Linked DNA regions of Gossypium hirsutum: all the other regions are linked to region 1. Evidence: chromatin contacts called from public Hi-C data. All regions are on one chromosome and are shown on one strand. Each heading gives the region's core, a stretch centred on a gene start, on an enhancer-like site or on the middle of the called end of the contact. The rest is flanking DNA. Distances are from core to core; before and after follow the strand shown.

Region 1 (2,506 bases), core at 3-2,502:
GACCTAATTATATAGAAAAATCCTACTGAAGCATGTGATACATGTACGTACTGTAGAGTCAAATGTTCAAACTTTAGTTGGTCAATTTGTTTATGGTTTTTCCAAAATTTTGCTTTGAACAGCAAGGATTGAAGTTAAGAGTCTTAATAGTTTCACTGATAAAAAGAAGAATAATATCTCATGGTAGTGATTCTTAACAGGAAAATACAAGCACACATTCTGATTCCAAGGAGACGATCCAACTTATTTATTAATGACGAATTTTAATATGATTTACTTATAGAATCCGATACCTTCAATGGTCTTTTTTTTTTTTTAAGGCTTTTAATTCTTCCTGCAAAGTAACGAACAATTCAAATCTTCCAAAAGAGAAGCATAATCACCATTTTTTTAATTCGGACATAAAAAACACCATCAAGAGACGACAAAACTCAAAAGCACTATCTCATCTGACATACTCTAAAAAAATGAAGTGGCTCCCTCCCCACCCCACCATTGTTATAGTGAAACAGCAACCACCGTTTTCCAAAAATAAAAAATAAATAAAAGATTGCACCATCTTTTTCCATGCATGAATAAACAAATCCCCACGGCATTACTAACCATGATAGAAATTACTTATTAATCAATTGTGGCCGACAGCATAAAAAAATTTGATTTCATATCCTTGCCTGGCATCTAGGAAAAGTATCATTTTCAAAGTTGCCAAAACTTATCAATTTAGAAAGATACGATTGGTATTGTTGATGGGGTGACAATGCTAAGTTCATATTTGTGTTTAAATTATCAATATTTTTTTATAATTATGATAGGATTTAAATTCGTATTATATAAATTTGGTTGGGGTTGCCGTTAGTGCAGGTTGCTGACGCGGGGTTGCAATTAAGAGTGGGGGTCTTTGTAGTGTGTATTTTGGAATGCTTTTCTCATGCTCCATGTTTTCTTTACTGACCCAACATTAATTAATAAAAGATTAGTTTAGCATTTTGTATGACGGTGTTTTCGTAAGTGCAATCAATAGACACTTGTCAAAACATGGTGATGTGTTAAAACTTAAAACATGTGATGATGGGCAACAGCTGTTAGCAATGTCCAAAAGGTTGACTTGTTAGACGCTGTCAAAACCACTATTACATTGATCTGTGAGAGTTCTTGGACTTTGCTTGGACCACCCTGGCAGACAGTGACTCAAGCTCTTTCTCTCCCCTCTTAATATTGCTGCTGTTGTCACACGTTTAAACAACTTAAATATTATTGTAATCCAAGATCATGGTTTTTACTTTTTAGCCATTAGCCCCACATCTTGAGTAAATAATTATTGTTTGTGGGGGGTTATGGCCTATGTGAAACAGCCTTCATGTGATTAACTTCCGGTGCTAAGCTTTTCTTCGCACGTATTTATATGCAACATATCCCCACTTCCATTTCCACCATTCCAATTCCCAACACACACACACTCTCTCTCTCTCTCTCTCTCGCTTACTTGAAGGGCAGTGTGGCTAAAACCATGAAGCAAAGCTTTATTTCTGGTGTTCTTCTTCTCTTCTTCCTGTTTCTTATTTCCTCTTCCCATTTATCTGCTCGTTCCCTAGCAAACAAACAAGGTAAGTGCCTGCCTGTGAGCACCCCATTTTTTTTATTCGGTTTTCGAGGAAATTCGAATTTGGATCCGAGATTTCCGCAGCAATGAACCTATCTTCTTCATCTGCAGGAAAAGAAGAGGTAGAGCTTACTCAAACAGCGGATATGGAAGACAATGAACTAATGAATGTAAGCTTCAAATCCTATCTCTTTTTCATCAGCCTTTCGTCTCACTATCTTTTAATATTTGGCTAAATATTTTGATGTTTTTGTTTTCCAATGCTTTGCAGCAGCTATTGGGGGTAGAAGCTTGTGATGCTGGAGATGATGAATGCTTGAAGAGAAGAATAATCTCAGAGGCTCACTTGGACTACATTTACACCCAGCATCATAAGCCTTGAGGACTATTCCTTGTATATATTCTTGTTAAGTTGTTCCATGTATAATTAAGTTGTCTGGGAACCTCCAGAATGGATTATGGTTAAGGTTAATGAATATGTATGTTAGTATAAACTTAATTATGATTATTAATGTAAGTGTTAAACCTAATTATGTAGCTAAATAGTTTTGTAATATGTGAGATTTGCCTCTGGGGTGTTATATTATTTTGACTTGATAAAACCAAGGTAAGATGTTGAAAAGCAAAGCCAAAAGTAGTTCCCCACCACCCAAAGTAGTTCCAAAGTTTTATGGAAAGACAGTTTCAAATCTAAGCTAGTTTGGTGACTATGGGATTCAAAGCAATTAAGTGGACAGTTGGGGAATTTATGCTCTTGCAAATTTAGTCACAGATTTCTACTGCATTAATTCACTTTCGGCTGTTCAAAGTTCCCAATCCTATGGCATACTAGGCTGAAGCTGCCGATTCTACAACTTATCTTAAATAACTCCTTTTGACCACTTCAGCCTACTGATCTGATAACTC
Region 2 (2,506 bases), core at 3-2,502, 330 kb after region 1:
GTAAAATGTAACCAAATTCTTAATCATGGATGGTGAACAATCAATACAAAAATAACATACAACAATAACTAACATGACAACATATAAAACGATCCACAAAATATGTACAAAATAAAATGGAATTAGAAGTCAATATAGTATAGGACATTTTCAAAATAATGATGAATTAATGGACACATAATATAAGTTGACAAATTTGTATAAAAACTAGGGATATATTATCATTTGAAATAAATATTGTAAAATAAAGCCTTTGAATTGAATAATATGCATAATATTTTAAGCACAAATCCATTTGAAAAATTGACAACATGCATGATAGCTTAAATAACATATAAAATATAAAATAAAAATAAAACACATGATAAAATATAATGTACATAATAAATTCATAGAACATGAATATAAATAAATTTAGAAATAATTATTTGTAAAAAAAATAGCATCAAATTAATAATGTATGAAAAAAAATTAAGCAAATATATAAATTATACATGTAACAAATTTTAGAAAATGTAATCATATACACAAAAAGATAAAAAATTATATTTACAAAAATACATAAATTTAGTGGTGTATATTTATAAAACTATATTATAAAGGGAATTTTAAAACAAATAATATATAACATAATTTTACATGTAACAAATTGGTTTGAATTGATGGCACATATAAATAATACATATATAAGGATAATAAAATATGAGAGTGTATACAATAAATAAATGGTATGACTTAAAATTATAGTTCTTAAAAGAAACGCATTATACGCATGCATAATTTTAAAGAGAAAAAAAATATACATACAAGAAATATTAATATGAAATCAATAATGTAGACTATAGTAAAATAATTTAATATGGGTTACGTATAATAGTAATTAAGGAAAAAAAACACAAAATATGTAGGATTTTCCTTTAAACAACATAGATATATAATAAGATATAGGAATAAATTTAAAATAAATTATGTGTATAAAATAATATAAGATTAATAATATACATGGAATAATTATATATATAATAATGCATAAAAACATTCATATAAAATATTATACACAGTGTAAAAATGATATGATAAAATAAATTTATAGTACTGACTTTAAAACAAAACACAATCATCAAAGGAGCTCCAAATATAAAAAAAAAAGAACCTAAAAGGAAAATTGAATGTGAAACGAATTTAAAAAAATAATAAAAAAACCAATTGAAATAAAATTATAAAATAAAGGGATAATTTATAAATAAAACAAACTACTACTATAAAAATAAGGACCCCCATGCAATGCGTGCAAACGTATATGGGTTAAAGCTGGAAATATTCCAGATCTCCAAAAACATTCAGCTGAAGCATGGATCCAATTGCAAATGCACTCAAATTACCAAGCCAAATTAAAAAAGAAATAAGCAAATAGCTTGCAATTGAATAGTAGCGCGAAAAAAGAAGGATCAATTGCGAATTATCCCTCTCCACGAAAATACGCGGATCCCAGGGGTAACGGAATCGGATCGGGTCGGGCAAGCTTAAACGGCGTCATTTCAAGGCTACAAATCCATGCTTAAACGTCGTCGTCTCACGGTGCCAATTAAAAGCAAAAAAGAAAAAAAAACAGCTTCTAAGAGCTTATTTCAGCAGAGCAGATTGAAAAGGGGGGAAAAAACCCTAAGTGTTTGCTCATATTCGGCTGCCGCTTTTAACATTACAATTGATGGATGGCGCCGTTTGATTCCCCTTTTAACACCAACGCCGATCTTCCCTTAAAAACAACAACCGACAAATGTGGCCTTTTGATGATAATTTTCGGCCTTAAGACCTCTTTTTCCACTTCAAGTCTGACGAAGCAAAGAGAGATCAATGGCCGATCCATAAGGTGAGATTTCTTCTCTCTTTCTTTCTATTATTTTTTTAATACAATAATGAAAGATAAAAATGAAGTCATTTAGCCGAAATTTAAAAGCAACTATTAAACAGAAAATCACCTCTAAAAAAATGCTTGTGAAATGCTCTATTTTTTTATATCTGGTGTGCGTAGTATATTCGTAATCCCTTTTGCAGGTACAATCATTGGTTTTATAGCCAAATTTACAGAGTAAAATAAATAATAAATAAAAATACATTTTTATTGCTGTCATTTGTTGTATTTTGTTAGCTGGCCTCTTCTCGTGTATTCTAACGCAGGGATGGCCGTACGGAGGAGAAAGGAGACGCGCAAAGGAGGCCATGCGAGGAGCCTCTCATGGGAGCCCAACTCTCTGGCATTCCAGAAGCTTCTGGTGCTCTCGACTGCTGTGTTTCGTTTTGGGTGTATTAGGCCTCGGGTTTGGGCTGTTCGAACTAAGGATTGGGTTAAGTCTATATTAAAGGATTTTGGGTTTAAGTTATTTTTGGCCCTAATATTTGTAACCGGACATTGGATTTCTGAATTTGGATTCTTTATTTGTGTGTGTTCAATTTACTTGGACTTATTTGTTTGGCTTATTTTAATACTTTAAAAGGGCCCGGGCAA
Region 3 (2,506 bases), core at 5-2,504, 290 kb after region 1:
AGTCGATCGTTTCAGCCTATTTAAGTTAACATCGTTAAAAAAACCGTTCAACATGTGGAGCCAACCGAAGTATGGGCCATGTCATTTTTATATACATCATCATCATCCATATGGAATAAATATATTATTTATTAAACTTAAGTTAAATTAATTTATTTTTTTTATTCTCTCTTGACCCCTCTTCTTCTTCAATCCAAAAGCCATTTTCATGTTCCCTTCTTCATTTCCAGCAAACCATTTAGTCTAATGCAAATGCAGAATTGATATCATTTTTCATGGAAAATACGTTTAAATCTACTGTGCAAATTGAGGTTTTAAAAAACCCATCAAAATTCGATCAACCAAATGAAAGCTTGGATTTGCCAAAAAAAAAAAATAAAAGAAAGATAGGGTTTGGCTGAATCAAGGATTTGGGGTTTTTTTGTTTTCTGAAGTGGGGACTTTTTAGAGAAATAATAAAAAATAATTTAAGGTTTTCATATTAAATAAACATGACATGGAAAATATTATTTATCAAATTATTATGACCTCAAAATATTATGATTGGGTTTCAATTTTTTTATTTAACACCATTTGAGTTTTGGACTTAAAAGTATAATAAAAGTTTAGGTATTTATATGGAAAAAAGTTCAATGGGAAAATGAGTATAGTTTAAGGGATTAATAATAAATAAAGCCTAAAACAAAACTAAGAACGTCAACATTTTTAAAGAGTAAAAACAAAACTACAAGTTAGATTGGTCCACATGGTAGTCACGTGGGCTCAACACTAAACCAATATTCTTCTAGTGGGTTAAATCCATTATAAGTACCAAAAATATAGTTTACATTCTAATTTGGTCTTTAAATTTTAAAATATTTTAATTGAGACTTAAAGTATCAATATTGTAAAATATATTTTACAAATGTGGATTAAATTGTAAAAATGGGTGCACCTATCATATAAACAACTTGGATCTGACGTGTTAAAAAAAGAAATAATTCTAAATTTTATCAAAACTATTTGTTTTTTTTATAAAAAAAACGTGATATCCAAGTTTTTCATATGCAAGGTGCCCAATTTTTTTTAAATATACCCAAAAGAATGGCATGATTAATGCAATATTAATAATTTGAGGACTCAATTAAAGCATTTTGAAACTTAGGGACGAATATAGAATCTGGTGGATAGTTTGGGGGGATTGATGAAGTTTGACCCTATCTTTCCGTAGGTGTTATAAATTTAGTGGACGATAGAACTTTTACTTTTAGGCTTAAGGTTAAGGAGGCTCAATACTTCACCAGCGCACTTTAACACGAAGCCCGCTACCCAACAAGCAAAGCCACAGAAATGTGATATCCGCGGGCAATTACCAGTCAGAGCGGTAGAGTAATGAGCAATGCGCGTAAAATGAAATTATCTATTTCCCATCAACCGGGTATAGCCAGTAACCCAAGAGAATAGTAGATTGAGTGCGATTCAATGATTCTGGCTCGTTCTTCGCTTTCCTTCCCATATAAAGTGCCTGCGAGGGTTGGGTACTAGAGGCAGTCAGTTTCCCATCCTTTCTTTCATAGCTTCTCTACTTTGCCTTTTGGTTCTCTGTTTATTTACAGCTATACCATTCAGCTAATGATAGCTTACTGTGATCGGAAACTCGAGAGCCGTCGCTCTGTCCCCGCTCTCGGTTTCCCTCGGTTTAGGTTTTTCCGCCACCGGCGATTGTGGTAATCATTGTCTCACTCTCCAACCTAAAAAAGCAGCGAAGAGAAGTTTTATTTATTTATTTATTTATTTAAGATTTGAATCACTGTATAATATACCACGGTCGATCATTTCAATCCGATGAGGAATTCAAAAAATAACCGTAAGGAACCGGAGAAGAGCCGGAGGGTAAGGTTATCTGAAAGGGCGTCGTCGTTTCACGGGAGAATCCAGACGATGGAACCGGTGGAGCTGAGGCGGCCGAAGACGCTTCCCGACCTGCTTCCAGAGAGGTCTACTTCACTCTCATCCGATGCGAGGCCGCCGAAGTTGACGAAGCTGCTATTGAACGTGACGATTCAAGGGAGCCTCGGAGCCGTGCAAGTGGTGATGTCACCGGAAAAAACTGTCGGTGACTTAATAACGGTCTCCGTCAGGCAGTACTCGAAGGAAGGTCGGCGACCGATGCTGCCGCCAACGGACGCCGCGCTATTCGATCTCCATTATTCTCAATTCAGCTTAGAAAGTAAGAAAAAAGAAAAACTACCCCCGAAAATTTATTAGCCGTTAGATCAGGTTTCTATATTTTTGGGGAAACGTACGGCTGTAATTGATTGCCAATATTTTTGGGTTTGTGTGATAGCAGGTTTGGGAAGGGAAGAGAAGCTGATCGCGTTGGGATCAAGAAATTTCTTCTTGTGCACAAAAACGGCGGCATCAAAGGACGGCCAGAATAAAACGGCGTCGTGCTCAAATGAAGCGGAAAGTGTTACAAAAAGCTCGAAACCTTGGTTCAAATTCATGGATTTCTTGTTTTAGAAGC

The links. A called contact is a pair of places that touch in the nucleus more often than the background predicts.
Region 2: a contact with region 1 is called in a Hi-C map of leaf, with 6 times the contacts expected there. The contact joins the promoter of LOC107912783 here to the promoter of LOC107912787 in region 1. A contact is called at or near these places in 6 of 34 Hi-C or Micro-C datasets (hypocotyl and leaf).
Region 3: a Hi-C map of leaf shows a contact between it and region 1, with 1.7 times the contacts expected there. The contact joins the promoter of LOC107912784 here to the promoter of LOC107912787 in region 1. A contact is called at or near these places in 9 of 34 Hi-C or Micro-C datasets (callus, leaf, petal and 1 more).

What each region holds. Positions count from the first base shown.
Region 1 is chrA09:65,003,603-65,006,108 of Gossypium_hirsutum_v2.1, reverse strand. It overlaps LOC107912787 (putative phytosulfokines 6), which reads left to right and starts at 1,252. Exons shown (of 3, transcript XM_016841115.2): 1 at 1,252-1,604; 2 at 1,712-1,770; 3 at 1,875-2,186. The coding sequence starts at 1,403. The coding sequence ends at 1,982.
Region 2 is chrA09:64,676,977-64,679,482 of Gossypium_hirsutum_v2.1, reverse strand. It overlaps LOC107912783, which reads left to right and starts at 1,252. Exons shown (of 2, transcript XM_016841108.2): 1 at 1,252-1,870; 2 at 2,150-2,506. The coding sequence starts at 1,713. The coding sequence ends at 2,492.
Region 3 is chrA09:64,711,596-64,714,101 of Gossypium_hirsutum_v2.1, reverse strand. It overlaps LOC107912784, which reads left to right and starts at 1,254. Exons shown (of 2, transcript XM_016841111.2): 1 at 1,254-2,209; 2 at 2,330-2,506. The coding sequence starts at 1,825. The coding sequence ends at 2,502.